2 separate regions of the Sus scrofa genome follow, and region 2 is linked to region 1. The links are chromatin contacts, called in public Hi-C maps. All regions are on one chromosome and are shown on one strand. Each heading gives the region's core, a stretch centred on a gene start, on an enhancer-like site or on the middle of the called end of the contact. The rest is flanking DNA. Distances are from core to core; before and after follow the strand shown. Region 1 overlaps EPG5 (ectopic P granules protein 5 homolog). Region 2 holds the start of PSTPIP2 (proline-serine-threonine phosphatase-interacting protein 2).

Evidence for each region. Hi-C and Micro-C count contacts between places; a contact is called where the count stands out from the background.
Region 2: a Hi-C map of skeletal muscle shows a contact between it and region 1, with 5 times the contacts expected there. The contact joins the promoter of PSTPIP2 here to the enhancer-like site in region 1. A contact is called at or near these places in 1 of 5 promoter capture datasets (fetal skeletal muscle), 26 of 47 Hi-C or Micro-C datasets (alveolar macrophages, blood, brain and 13 more) and 2 of 2 datasets of contacts at active chromatin or transcription factors (alveolar macrophages and skeletal muscle).

Annotation. Positions count from the first base shown.
Region 1 is chr1:95,588,806-95,595,386 of Sscrofa11.1, forward strand. EPG5 (ectopic P granules protein 5 homolog) reads right to left here. Exons shown (of 44, transcript XM_021092525.1): 6 at 5,858-5,931; 7 at 3,947-4,052; 8 at 2,367-2,481; 9 at 1,808-1,958; 10 at 285-440. Among named protein-coding and RNA genes, the nearest start is that of EPG5, 25 kb to the right of the region's middle. Within about 2 kb of position 5,061, at least 2 of the 83 cell types and tissues checked have an H3K27ac peak or open chromatin away from gene starts, as enhancers often do. A contact at or near this core is called in fetal skeletal muscle and skeletal muscle, where this site is marked.
Region 2 is chr1:95,725,192-95,731,716 of Sscrofa11.1, forward strand. PSTPIP2 (proline-serine-threonine phosphatase-interacting protein 2) reads right to left here and starts at 2,636. Exons shown (of 14, transcript XM_021092533.1): 1 at 2,498-2,636. The coding sequence starts at 2,530.

The DNA of each region.
Region 1 (6,581 bases), core at 3,811-6,310:
GTGCAACGGGTCAGCAGCATCTCTGCAGCACTGGAACACAGGTTTGACCTCCGTCCTGGCACAGTGGATTAAGGACCCAGTACTGCCACAGCTGCGGCCCAGATCCTATCCCTGGCCGAAGAACTCCATATGCCGCAAGGTGGCCAAAAAAGAAAAAAAGCAAAAGAAATAGACAAAACACCTTGACATTATTATAAAAGTTCCACTTCAGTCAATGACTTTCACTCCAGTCTTTCTCACTAGTCTGGGAGCTATTTCTCAATAATTAGCATCAAACTTCTTACCTTTTGGCTTTCAGCACATGTAGGACAGCTCTCAAAAACAGCTCATCAAACTCCACCTGTAGTTTCTCCATGGAGTAGGGCTGCAAGGCCAATCCTGAGCCTTGGTTGTGGCTCACATACTGTGCCCAATGGTCACTCACATAACCAAGGGTCATCCTAAGCATGAGGAAAGGCAATAGAGCACTTTGCATGAAGGCACTCAACACCAGCATCTTTACAATACATTTGAAGCATTATTTTATTCAATACGTATTTACTCAGCACTTACTATCTTCTAGGTTCTCAGGGGAATGCAGTGGAGGCAAAAAACCTAACCTCGTGGAGCTTCCATTTAGTGAAGGGCAAAAAGACAATAAACAAAATAGAGTAAAAGGAACAGACTGTCACATGGTTCTGACTGACACTGAGAAAGATACGTAGGAGAAAAAAATAAAATTTCTCTGGAGTTGAGGAGAAGAGTGGCTTCCTGGAGAGGGACCCCTGAGTAAAGACTGGAAGCAATCTTGAGATCTACAAGAAGAACATCCAGATAGAGGAAGCAACCAGTGTGAAGGCTGCAAAGTATAGGATGAAGGCTGAGAGCTGGCCACTGGATTAGTTAGTAGCATAAAGTTCATTAGCAACCTGCATTTTTCAGAGCTGTCTGGGTAGTCCTGGGGGAAAAGCCTGACTGTGGAGAGTTCAAGTCTTTCAGGGCATCCTGTATCATTTAGTTGACTTTATGAAGCTGACAGATATGGATGTAAAATAATTAAAAATCAAGTATGTTTTGGAATCAAAAGTGTGAAAGTGAGAAAAGATGGGTAGTTTTTTGGAAGTTTTCTTTGGAGGTAAGGAAGGTTGAAAGAAATAACAGTATATTTACATGCTACAGGGAATGACCCAGTAAAGATAGAAAAACTGATGATACAGAAAAGAGGATACAAAATTAACTTAGTGAAAAGTAGTACACAGTCTCAGAATTTACTGCTAGTTGATAACAGAAACATAAACCAGCTTTCAATCAAAGAAATGATAATGTTTTGTGAATTCAACTACAGTGGCCATTGAAGTATTTGCTATTTTCTTTAAACAGTATTTTATAGAAATCAGAATAAGCATAAACAAGAGAGAAAACAGGGCATAATGATGCAAGGGCTACTGCCAATTTTCCACAGCTACTTGACAATACCCAGACAAAAGCTAGGAGGCAGAGGAGAAGAGAGTAAAGGAAGGTGAAAGACTGTATTTTCTTTGATCCCTTCTCTCTAGTCGAGTTCAACCCAGCAGCTGCTTTGAAGATTCTGACCCCAAGAACGAATGTCTAACAAACTAGTTAAAATTGAGACAATTAACCAAATATTCTGACTGGAAGTATTTATTTAAATTCCCATCTGGAAGATGATGAAGAAAAAAATTCTTACTTTCATGAGAAATACGATCTGAACTACACCACTAAAATGCCCATCATCCCAATTATACAGTGTCTGTAACTTGACCAAGGTGAAAGTCAACAGAAACAGACGTACCAAGAGCAATATTACCTGATCATATAACCAATTCGCTTGACAAACTGCCTATAGCGTGCTCTATTAAAAGTTTCTAACCCCACAGCCAAAAGTTCCACTAAGGAGTCAGCAAAGGCAAAAATTTTCATCATATCTTGAGGTCTTGTTGTTTCAGGTAAATAATCACCTAGAAGTTAAAAGAAAAAAAATTATATTGACCATGGAAAAACACTGCAAGTATTGGATGTCAATACTTTAATGAGGAAACAAAGCCAAGATGGAGAATCCCCACTGCTCTGGTTCCTAGGTCAATGTGCAATGGGAAACTTGAGACAAAGTGCAAAATTAAAACAATTTAGGACAGCTAGGAGATGTGCAAGCTCATCAACCTTTTGGCATTTAAGCACCAGACAGGAAACTACAATCATAAGAGAAAGGAAGGAAGCCTCACTGAGGTGATGTGAGTCTCCATACAGTATGGCCAGGCAAGGGGACCTGAATCAGAGGCCCGCAGGAAGCGGAAGACTTGATGCTTAGTGTCTGTATTTGCGCTTGCCCCACCACACTCTACACATGACCAAAGAAAACAGTCTACCTTTTGCTTTGAACCCAAGAAGATGCTGAAAGAGGTCATGAAATGGAAACTGTGATAAAAGAATAACCAAGTCATCTTCATTAAGGAGAATCCAACTGGTCTCGGGGTCTTCGTCCTAAGGGAAAAGATGCAGAATCACGTCAGCTGATGTGATCACATGACACCATGGTCTAGAGGTGCAGGAGCCAAATATCATAGGTCTCAACCTGGTATTCTCATGAGTTCTCATGGGTTTCGCCTCCAGGACAGAGATTTATACCATCAGTCTCATTTGATGACCCATAAATCCCCTGAAATTGCAAGCACAGTTTTATGTGCATCTGAGTCATATCCACTCTTCAGTGGCTAAAACTGCTGTCATTAAATTTCTATCCCAAAAAAGATGAAAAAATTCTCCTAGAATAGAGATCTCATTACATAAAGCTCAGTGCTTTGACAACATCTATTAAAGAACCATGCATTAGAGTCCATGTTATTCTAGGTACAAGTCTCTTCTTGCCCCAAATTAAGGTCTACTGCAGTACTCAACTGACTTATCAAGAAGCAATTGGCATTTGCTATGGTTAACTGAAGTTTTGTTGTCAATTAGTGGCACTGAAAAAAGAAAAAACGTAACAGCAGTCATACACAGGGGAAAGAGCTGGAGATTTTTGTTTGATACAGAGCACTGTAGTCTTCTTAGAAAGCAAACTGATTTGTGTCCTAAGATATGCCACATTCAAAAGGGAATACTGTAAAAAGATACGGAGATCCCGAATTAATTATCACCTCAACTTCAACAAAGGACTAGTGCAATTCACTCATAATTTCCTGAAGCCACTCATTTTTACCTCTTACATGACCTAAATGGCTAACAAACAAGGGCCTCAGAGATCCCTACTAGTAGGGCAATAGTTCCCAGCTCCAGCTGTATATGAGAAGCACCAGGGAGGCTCTTAAACATTTGGATGTCTGGTTGTGAGCCCAAGCAAGGTTTTTAAGTTGCCCAGGTGGTTCTAATAGACGGCCAGTATCAAGATCCACTGACATGGACATCCACAGTGCCTTCTGTCCCCTCGGCCTTGGAAGAATAGAAAATAGAAATTTATCTTCTATCTTCCAAATGAGAAGATCTAGAAGAGACGTTTGTAAGCATTAAGGCAGAACCTTGTAAGCTCCAGCTCTTTAGACTTGAGAGAATTTGAAGATTAGACCTCAAGTCCCAAAAATTATACCTACGTAAAAGGAAATCTTAATAGAAAGTGTGCACAATATGTAAATACTTCCAGGTTCCAAACTCTCCCAGCTGCACAGGGAGACAGACTAGAGAAGGGCAGCGGCATCAACACAGGCTCAGAGCACAGGTTCCAGAGGCTCCACATTTAATGACCATGTGATGTGGGACAAAGTCCCTCACCCCTGCCTCACACCTGTTTCCTCATCTCTAAAATGGGGGTGACAACAGTACTCATCTTGTGGGGCTGCCAAGAATTAAAAAAAAAAAAGGGCTGATATGTGAAAAGTGCTTAGAGCAATATTTGGCACATAAAAAGAGGAGTTCAGACATGATGCATCTAAATGCTGCAAACATGACACCTCACCTCTTCTCCTCCCTCGTCTACTAGTGTCCACGTCCCTGACGCAGGCCCTGAGGAGGATGGCTTCCGCTCACTGGGCTTCATGTGGCACAGAAATTCTGCTCGGTTTCTACAGGACAGGGAAAATCACTCCAATCAAAATATAAACATAGAAAGCCCAATAGATCATCTACTCACCGTGAAGAAGAGTCAGACATCAACCTGATTTTCAAAAGGTTTGAGTTAGTAAACAAGAAATAGAAAGCGGCTAAAACTCAAGGAGACCCACGCTTCACTAATTGTGGCATACAGACCATGGCCACTCTGAGTCCTAATGACAAGGAGCCAAAGAGAAGTGGTTATGCTAGCACAGTGCCGCACGCCGAGGCCTCAGGACACACAGGATGGCCACAGTCTAATCAGCTCACAAAGTGTTTAGGAAACATGCTTTACTGAATAAAAAAGGATAACCCCCAGATAATGCAGCAGCTGGTTCAGGGAATAAAAGCACATCTAAACACCATGGGTAAGAGCAGCGCCCTGTTCCTGGCAGTTAGAGAGAGGAATCTGGGGGGTGCCAGGCTTTCACAAAGTGTTGGCTGGACCTGACAAAAGCAAATAATGAGAGAAGTTTCTTCTGAGATCACCACCTGGTTCTCAGCACCCTGTTGCTCTCTGGCCTGACTCCCAAAATTCATCCATTCCCTCCTTTCCCCAGGAGCTCTCCTCGGGACTCCCTGCTCCAGAGCCCTGCCAGCCTGGCTCCAGCCATGTAGCTCCAAGTGTCCATCGGGAGCTGTCACTAGCTATGCACACTTGCAAGCCCCAATGACCTAAATTTACCTCCTTCCCTAACAGCTGTCCTTTCTGTCTTTTTGGTCTGTTAGAGCTGCCAACACCCTCTCAGTCACACAGACTCCGAGGCTACAGAGTTAAGGCTGAGCCACTCCTTTCCCGTCTTTTCCTTATTTAATCAGCTACTTAATCCTTTCCTTCCAGGTCCCCACAGTCTCCTTCCCATGACCATCACCCCATTTCAGGCTTAGAGGCAAAGAGGCTTTCCCAGACCAAGAGCCAGTGGTAGTAACACAGTTCAAGGTCACCTAGACACAGTGGCCTTCTCCCCCATTTAAGGATGTGTCCTCTCCATGCTGGGTTGGGTTCCAGGGCTGGGAGAGCCAGGCGTCTGCAATTGTACTTCCGTGAAGCTGAAGCACATCTTCTTCTGCCTCCAATCCAGCCCAATCTTCCCTAAGGACAACTTTTACCCTTGTTCAAAACCCTCAATTACTACAAAGGCCGGACCATCTCAAATCTGTGTCTCAATTTCAAGGGCTTCTATAATCCAGCTCTTGCCAGTTGTTCAGCTTTATTACCACTCCCCCCACACACCCTTTCCCTCCAGCCAAGCTGATCTTCTGCCTGCCCCACACGGCTCCTTCCCACACTCTGGGCCACTGCTCCCTGCCCTCCTTCCGCCAAAATTGGTTCCACTCTTCAAACCCAGCTCACCCACCTGGAACCCTTGACAACTCCTCTCTACTCTCTTCATTTCTACTGGGTTAGTCGCAGCTTCAGACAACTTAGCGCTTGAATCTCTTTATGCCTTTTTTTTTTTTTTTCTCCTCTGCCACTAAATCTCTCCTTCTAAGGAAAAGGTCATCCCTTTTTCCTTCCCACAGCACCACAATGACATGTATGACAGGAGTGCAAATCTACTAAAAAAGGGAACCCCAAAAATGTGACTCATTTACACATAAGCAGTTAATAGGTTCATTCTGGGACAAAGAGTATTCAACCCAAAGAAAATCTTCAGTGTTAAATTCTAGAATACTGACTCTTCCATGAGCACTTGTTGGGATGTGGGCAGTTTAGGAAGTCAATCGTTTGACAGAACATTTTAACTTCTACTTTACGAAGCTCTTTGACACTTACTTGACAGGAGACATTAGCAGGGCAAGGGACTGCATAAAATGAAAGACCCCTGAGGGGTTATTCAACACTCGGATCTGAAATCAGAAAAGGAAAAGGCATAGTGTAGAAAACCAACAATCCAAGTATCCACAGTCTTAGTTCACCAGCATTCTGACAAAAGGAGCTACTAAGAAAACAAAGATGAGAGTTCCCATCGTGGTGCAGTGGAAATGAATCCAACTAGGAACCATGAGGTTGCAGGTTCAATTCCTGTCCTCACTCAGGGGGTTAAGGATCCGGCATTGCCGTGAGCTGTGGTGTAGGTCTCAGATGCGGCTGGGATCTGGTGTTGCTGTGGCTATGGCGTAGGCCAGCGGCAACAGCTCCGATTAGACCTGGGAACCTCCATATACTGCAGGTGTGGCCTAAAAAAAGGACAAAAGACAAAAAAAGAAAAAGAAAAAAGAAAACAAAGATGGGACTGGCACCTCATCCACAAAAGTGAGAACACCTTGTGGGCTACCTGGCAGTACTGACTGGCCTGTACTCAAGGAGTAGAGAAAGCTGAGCCATTTACCTCAATCACCTAGCACAATATAGAAAGGAGGATCATACTGCTATTTTAATCCAAAGATTTAAAAAAAAAATCTTTCTTCTAACTAAAAAGATTCAAACTTCTTGCCACCAAAAACACTAAAGAATAGGTAACATGAAGTTGACCTTGGCATACATTTGGCTCCTATCC
Region 2 (6,525 bases), core at 1,386-3,885, 130 kb after region 1:
CCCCGAGCCCTAAGAGTGTGAGGGTGCCGAAGGTAGGCCCTGAGGCCTTCACCAGTTTCCCTTCTGCTCCTTTTCTCCCCAAATCCAGGCTGACTTTTCCATCTGCCTGATTCCTAAGCATCCATATGCAAAGAACCATTGCAGTGCTGGGGGCTCAGTGGATGGTGGTACCCAGCACAAACCCCAGAGGAGCTCATGGTCAGAGCTGAAAAAAGAAAGATATCCACATCAAGAGTCAAATGATGCCCCCTCATCTACCTCCGGAGGTGTCAAAAGGACATTCACTGAGCACCAGCCTCATCAAAGGCACTCACTGAGCATTTGGTGGATACAGAGTCCTATTTAATAGCTCTACAAACTTGGGAATGTTGCTTAACCCTTCTGCCACTTGGTTTCCTCATCTCTAAAACAGGATAGTCAGTAAGCAGTGGTAGGTGTGAGATGTAAGTCAGATAACAGTTGTGAGAAATAAATGAGTGGTATGTACAAAGTATTTGGAACAGTGTTTGCTACAGACTTATACATAGTAATTTAGCTATTATTGTTTTTTATTATTTGACATAAAGTATTACAGGAAATTAGAGATGGAAGATACCTTTGCAAACTATCTCTTAGGGTCTAATATATTCAGAAATTAAAAGCCAAGAGGGGGGAAAAAAGTATAAACCCAGAAAGGTCTCTCCCCTGGACCTTCACCCAATTTCTAACTCCCAACCTAGGACTCATGTCTCCCTTGGAAAAGACTTGGGGGGTGGGGGCTGCCTGGGAGCCCTCTGAGAGTGGAGGCTGCTGCTGCTCTCATCCCATTACACGCCCTGTCACCCATACAAATCCACTGTAACCATCTGCTGAGAACCACTGTGCATCAGCCCGAGCAAGGGGCAGGGGCACTGAAAGCCAGCACAATACCTGTCCATGAGGTGCTCACATGCTTGTAGGCCCCCAATCTCAAAACCAGAAACTGACAAATGCTATGAAAGAACAGAACATGTGCTTATGGGGGCACCATCACGAAAGGCTTCTCTAAAGAAGGCAGAGGCCTGAAAACTGTGTGTCACATTTTGAGGTGAAAAAGGTAGGTCTTTCTGCCCTGCTTCCCCCCCCACCACCACCACCACCCTGTTACCTAGTCAGGGGACCCCAAAGTCCTATATTCTACACAAATAACTCCCAAGCCTTCTGGAGGGGCCAGCTGCCAGGCTGTTTACCATTTTTGTTTGGTTGGTTGGTTTTTGGGGTGTTTGTTGTTTTGGGTTTTTTTTGTTTTGTTTTGTTTTGTTTGTCTTTTGTCTTTTGTCCTTTTACGGCCGCACCCAGGGCATATGGAGGTTTCAAGGCTAGGGGTCTAATTGGAGCTACAGCTGCCAGCCTACACCACAGCCACAGCAACAACAGATCCGAGCCGTGCATGTGACCTACACCACGGCTCATGGCAACGCTGGATTCTGAACCCACTGATCCAGGCCAGGGATTAAACCCGCAACCTCATGGTTTAGGATTCACTTCCACTGCACCACGACGGGAACTCCATGTTTATCATCTTTGTGAAGCTTCCACCGCTCTGTACCCTACAGGTGGCCAGTGCCCCAGAAGAATCTCAAAAACTCCAGAAAAAGGGGCCTCATAAGGCAAGGTCTAAACTGTGTCCTGGAGGCTACAGGGCCAGGTTTCTCCACCCATAGAGGGCAGAGACCTGCTGGACAGCTATGAAGCTAAAAGGGGGCGAGCAGCGTCCCAAGAAAGAGATGGGGCCCTGTGGCAGCAGTAAGTCAATCTTGAGACATCCTGCTTCTGCCTTAAAGGGATGAGGGTGGTTTCTCCGAATGAGGGGTTACCAACTCTTTCGGGAGTGAGAAGACAGGAGGGAAGAGGCTGGACAGAGGGAGAGGGCAGGCGGACCTGCTGCCTCCTGGCTGGGCTCCATCCTCCGGCTCGGATACCCTGACCAGCTCGCAGGGTTTCACACACGCACCCGCGGGGGCAAAGGCCGGGAGGCGCTCAGGAAACCCGGCTTCAGGACCCGGCAAAGCTTCTGCTAGAGAATCTCTCTATGGTCTGCAGGGGGAAGTCAGGCGCTACCGAGGCCCGGACAGGCTGTGGACCTGGAAAAGTCGACCAGACCCGCGAAGCCCACCCCAGGTTCTCCACCCCACGTGCCCCCAATCCGCTCACGGCGCAGCCTCGGGGGCCACCAGCGACTCTCCCCTGGAGGGTGGCTTCTCCTTTTGGGTCTCGGTTTCCCCAAGAGTGATATGCGGGAGGAATGTCCCGACTCTAAGGTGGCTTCGGCTACACCCAGCCAGCGTGTCCAGGAGCGCGGGCGGCCCAAAGAGGAGCCTGGGGACCCGCGGGCGTGCAGGGGCTGGGGACAGGGCAAAGGGGACGCAGAGGCGCGTCCGCTCAGGTTCTGCCCGCGAGCACCTGACAGGGGGCCAAGGTTCCCCTCAGAGTCCTGGCTCCCGAGCCCGACGTTGGACCACCGGCCCCGCGGACTTACCCAAAAATTCCCCTTGAACAGTGAGCCCGTCATGGCCGGCGCGCGGGGAGCAGGGCAAGTACAGCCGGAGCAGGCGCGCGGGGACCGGACTGTCACAGGCAGTGGACGCCGCTGCCAGACCAGGGATCTAGGCCACGCCCCCGCCGCCGCTTGCCCCGCCCCGCACCCAGCGCCCCGCACCCAGCGCCCCGCACCCAGCGCCCCGCACCCAGCGCCCCGCACCCAGCGCCCCGCACCCAGCGCCCCGCACCCAGCGCCCCGCACCCAGCGCTGCGCGGAGCGGAATGGAGTCGCGGCCCGCAGATTGGAGCTCCGCAGTCAGGCATCAGTTAGTTAGTCCTACATCCCTCTCCTTCGCGAGGCCTTTGAGGATCGGTCCTGTCGCCTCCCCGAATTAGGCCCCATTCCTGCCCACAGCCCCCTTTTCCCTCGACCCAGCTCCTCGCGGAGAAACCCAGGCTCAGCGTGGTGGTTGAAGGAGTCCCTTCCGGATCACAGGTGATCTCGGGGTCCCCACGTCGGATCTGTGAAGCTTGAGCCCTGACAATGCCAGCGGCCGCGTCAAGTGTGCACGCACGCTTCAGCAAGTTAAGTGCAGGATCCCTGAGGGGCCACAGATAAGCCCCTGGGCACATTTTAGTCTAAAAGACATGGAAAAGTCATTGATACCGTTTCCCCTTGACTCCAGGTCCCTCAGTGAGATCCTTACAAGGTGTCTGGGAACTCAGCTCCTTCCCGATCTTTCCCCATTCTCAGGATCCAGACCTAAGACTATTCTCCACCAATCCCACTCCAACAGTAAGAGCCCGAACTTTCCTCTTCCTCCACGCTGCCTCATAAACACCCTCATAAACATAATCCAAGGCAAGTCATCCCTGCATTGTAGTAATATGGCACTCTGGGACAAGTATGGCTCTGTGCTATACTTTCTGATTCAAAACTGAGGCACAAAAAGGCTGATTGCCTTGCCCAAGATCACAGCATATTTAAAAGATGAACAGCTCTGCCCTTCTAAACAGGACAGGAGCCAAAGAGGTCACTCCTGGGACAGATCCACTTAAGGAGAGAAGGATGAAAGTCAAGAATGCCAAGGAGTCCCTGCTGTTGCTCAGTAGTAATGAACCCAACTAGTAACCATGAGGACATGGGTTCCATCCCTGATCTTGCTCAGCGGGTTAAGGATCTAGAGTTGTCAAGAGCTGTGGAGTAGGTCACAGACACTACTGGGATCTGGCATTGCTATGGCTGTAGTGTAGGCCAGCAGCTATAGCTCAGATTCGACCCCTAACCTGGGAACTTCTGTATGTCACAGGTGCGGCCCTAAAAAGACCAAAAAAAAAAGGTGCAAAAATTGAGTGCTCAAGCCCAGCCCACAACCTCAGGCCTGCAGAGGCAAGTTTTGCTTCCCAGGTTCTAGCTTTCTTCAGACACAGTGAAAAGACAATTGCCAGGGTAGTCTGAAGGACAGCTGTAAGGTTCTGCCTGGTAATACCACCCCTAATCCCCACTCCCTCACCCTCACCCCAAGCCCCACCCTGTTTGTAGTAAAATCCCACAGTAGAGTCATCCTCAACAACAAAGATGAGAAGTAGCCTCCAGCTTTGCCTGGGTCACTCAAAGGACATACATCCATTCATCTGGTTGTTCATCTCCTTGCAAAGCAGTCCAGTTAGAAGAAAGAAAGGGAAGCCTGGCAGCACCATCAGAAGCAACAGAGGCCACAGTGGGCACAAGAAGACAAGCTAAACAGCAGGAGTAAGAAATAATGCCAACTGGGGAAGTGCCACAGACAGCATCAAGATTTTTCCTGGAAGTTTTGAATATCTTGGAAAAAATATTTTAAGTACAATTCTAATTGCTAAGTTTTCATTTTTAACATTTTAAAAAATCTCTCATGGGAGTTCCCGTAGTGGCTCAGTGGCTAATGAATCCGACTAGGAACCATGAGGTTGCAGGTTCAATCCCTGGCCTCATTCAGTGGGTTAAAGATCCAGCGTTGCCTTGAGCTGTGGTATAGGTCACAGACACAGCTTGGACTCTGGTGAAGGTCGGCGGCTATAGCTCCGATTAGACCCCTAGCCTGGGAACCTCCATATGCCGTGGGTATGGCCCTAGAAAAGGCAAAAAGACAAAAAAATAAAAACCTTTCATGGTACATAGTGCTTGATTTGCCTGCCTCAGACCTCAAAGATCCCTGAATTTTAACTCTCTTCTACCACCTGGTGGTAATATTGTAAATTGCAAGTGTTTGTCCACGCTTCCAGAAAATATTCCTTATTCATTCCTCATTTACTAAGCTCATCACCTGGACAGGTGTTGTTAGTAAAAAGACAAGTAATATGTGGAACACACCCTCACACCATGCACAAAAATAAACTCAAAACAGTTTAAAGAGAAACATAAGACAAGACACCATAAAACTAGAAGAGAACATATGCAAAACACTCTGACATAAAGCTTACAAATATTTTCTCAGGTCAGTCTCCCAAGGTAAAAGAAATAAAAACAAAAATAAACCAATGGGACCTAATCAAACTGACAAGCTTTTACACAGCAAAGGAAACCATTAAAAAAAAAACAACCTATGGAATGGGAGAAAATAGTTTCAAACGATGAAACTGACAAGGGCTTAATCTCTAAAATATACAATTTATACAGCTCGACAGCAAAGAAGCCAACAACCCAATTGAAAAATGGGCAGGGAGTTCCCGTCGTGGCACAGTGGTTAATGAATCCGACTAGGAACCATGATGTTGTGGGTTCCATCCCTGGCCTTGCTCAGTGGGTTAAGGATCTGGCATTGCCGTGAGCTGTGGTATAGGTTGCAGACACGGCTGGGATCCCACGTTGCTGTGGCTCTGGTGTAGACCGGTGGCTCCAGCTCCGATTAGACCCCTAGTCTGGGAACCTCCATATGCTGCGGGAGCGGCCCTAGGAAAGGCAAAAAGACAAAAAAAAAAAAAAAAAAAAAAAAAAGAAGAAAGAAAGAAAAGAAAAATGGGCAAAAGACCTGAATAGACATTTCTCCAAAGAACATATACAGATGGCCAAGAAGCACATAAAAAATGCTCAACATTACTGATTATTAGAGAAATGCAAATCAAAACTACTATGAAGTACCACTTCACACCTGGCAGAATGGCCACCATTAATAGTAAGTCCACAAATAACAAATGCTGGAGAGGGTGTGGAGAAAAGGGAAATCTCCTGCACTGTTGGTGGGAATGTAAAATGGTACAACCACTATGGAAAACAGTATGGCAGTACCTCAGAAAACTATATATAGAACTACCATATGACCCAGCAATCCCACTCTTGGGCATATATCCAGGCAAAACTTTCTTTGAAAAAGATACATGCACCCATATGTTCACTGCAGCACTATTCGCAATAGCCAAGACATGGAAACAACCTAAAGGTCCATCAACATATGAATGGATTAAGAAGATGTGGTGTATATATACACAATACAATACTACTCAGCCGTAAAAAAGAACAAAATAATGCCATTTACAGCAACATGGATGGAACTAGAGACTCTCATACTAAGTGAAGTTAGTCAGAAAGACAAATACCATATGGTATCACTTATATCTGGAATCTAACATGTGGCACAAATGAACCTTTCCACAGAAAAGAAAATCATGGACATGGAGAACAGACCAAGGGGGAAATGGAGAGAGTGGGATGGACTGGGAATTTGGGGTTAATAGATGCAAACTATTGCCTTTGGAATGGATAAGCAATGAGATACTGCTATATAGCACTAGGGACTATATCTAGTCATTTATGATGTAGTATGATAATGTGAGAAAAAAGAACATATATTTATGTGTGACCTTGCTGTATGGTAGAACATTGACAGAACACTAAACCACCTATAATGGAAAAAAATTAAAATCATTTAAAAAAAAAGACAAGTAATATGTGCACTACAGCCAAACGTCTATAACAAATTTGGGACCTTTTACTAATGAAGTTAAATGATACTACTGCAAAAATTATGGGATAATGCAATTTAATAATCA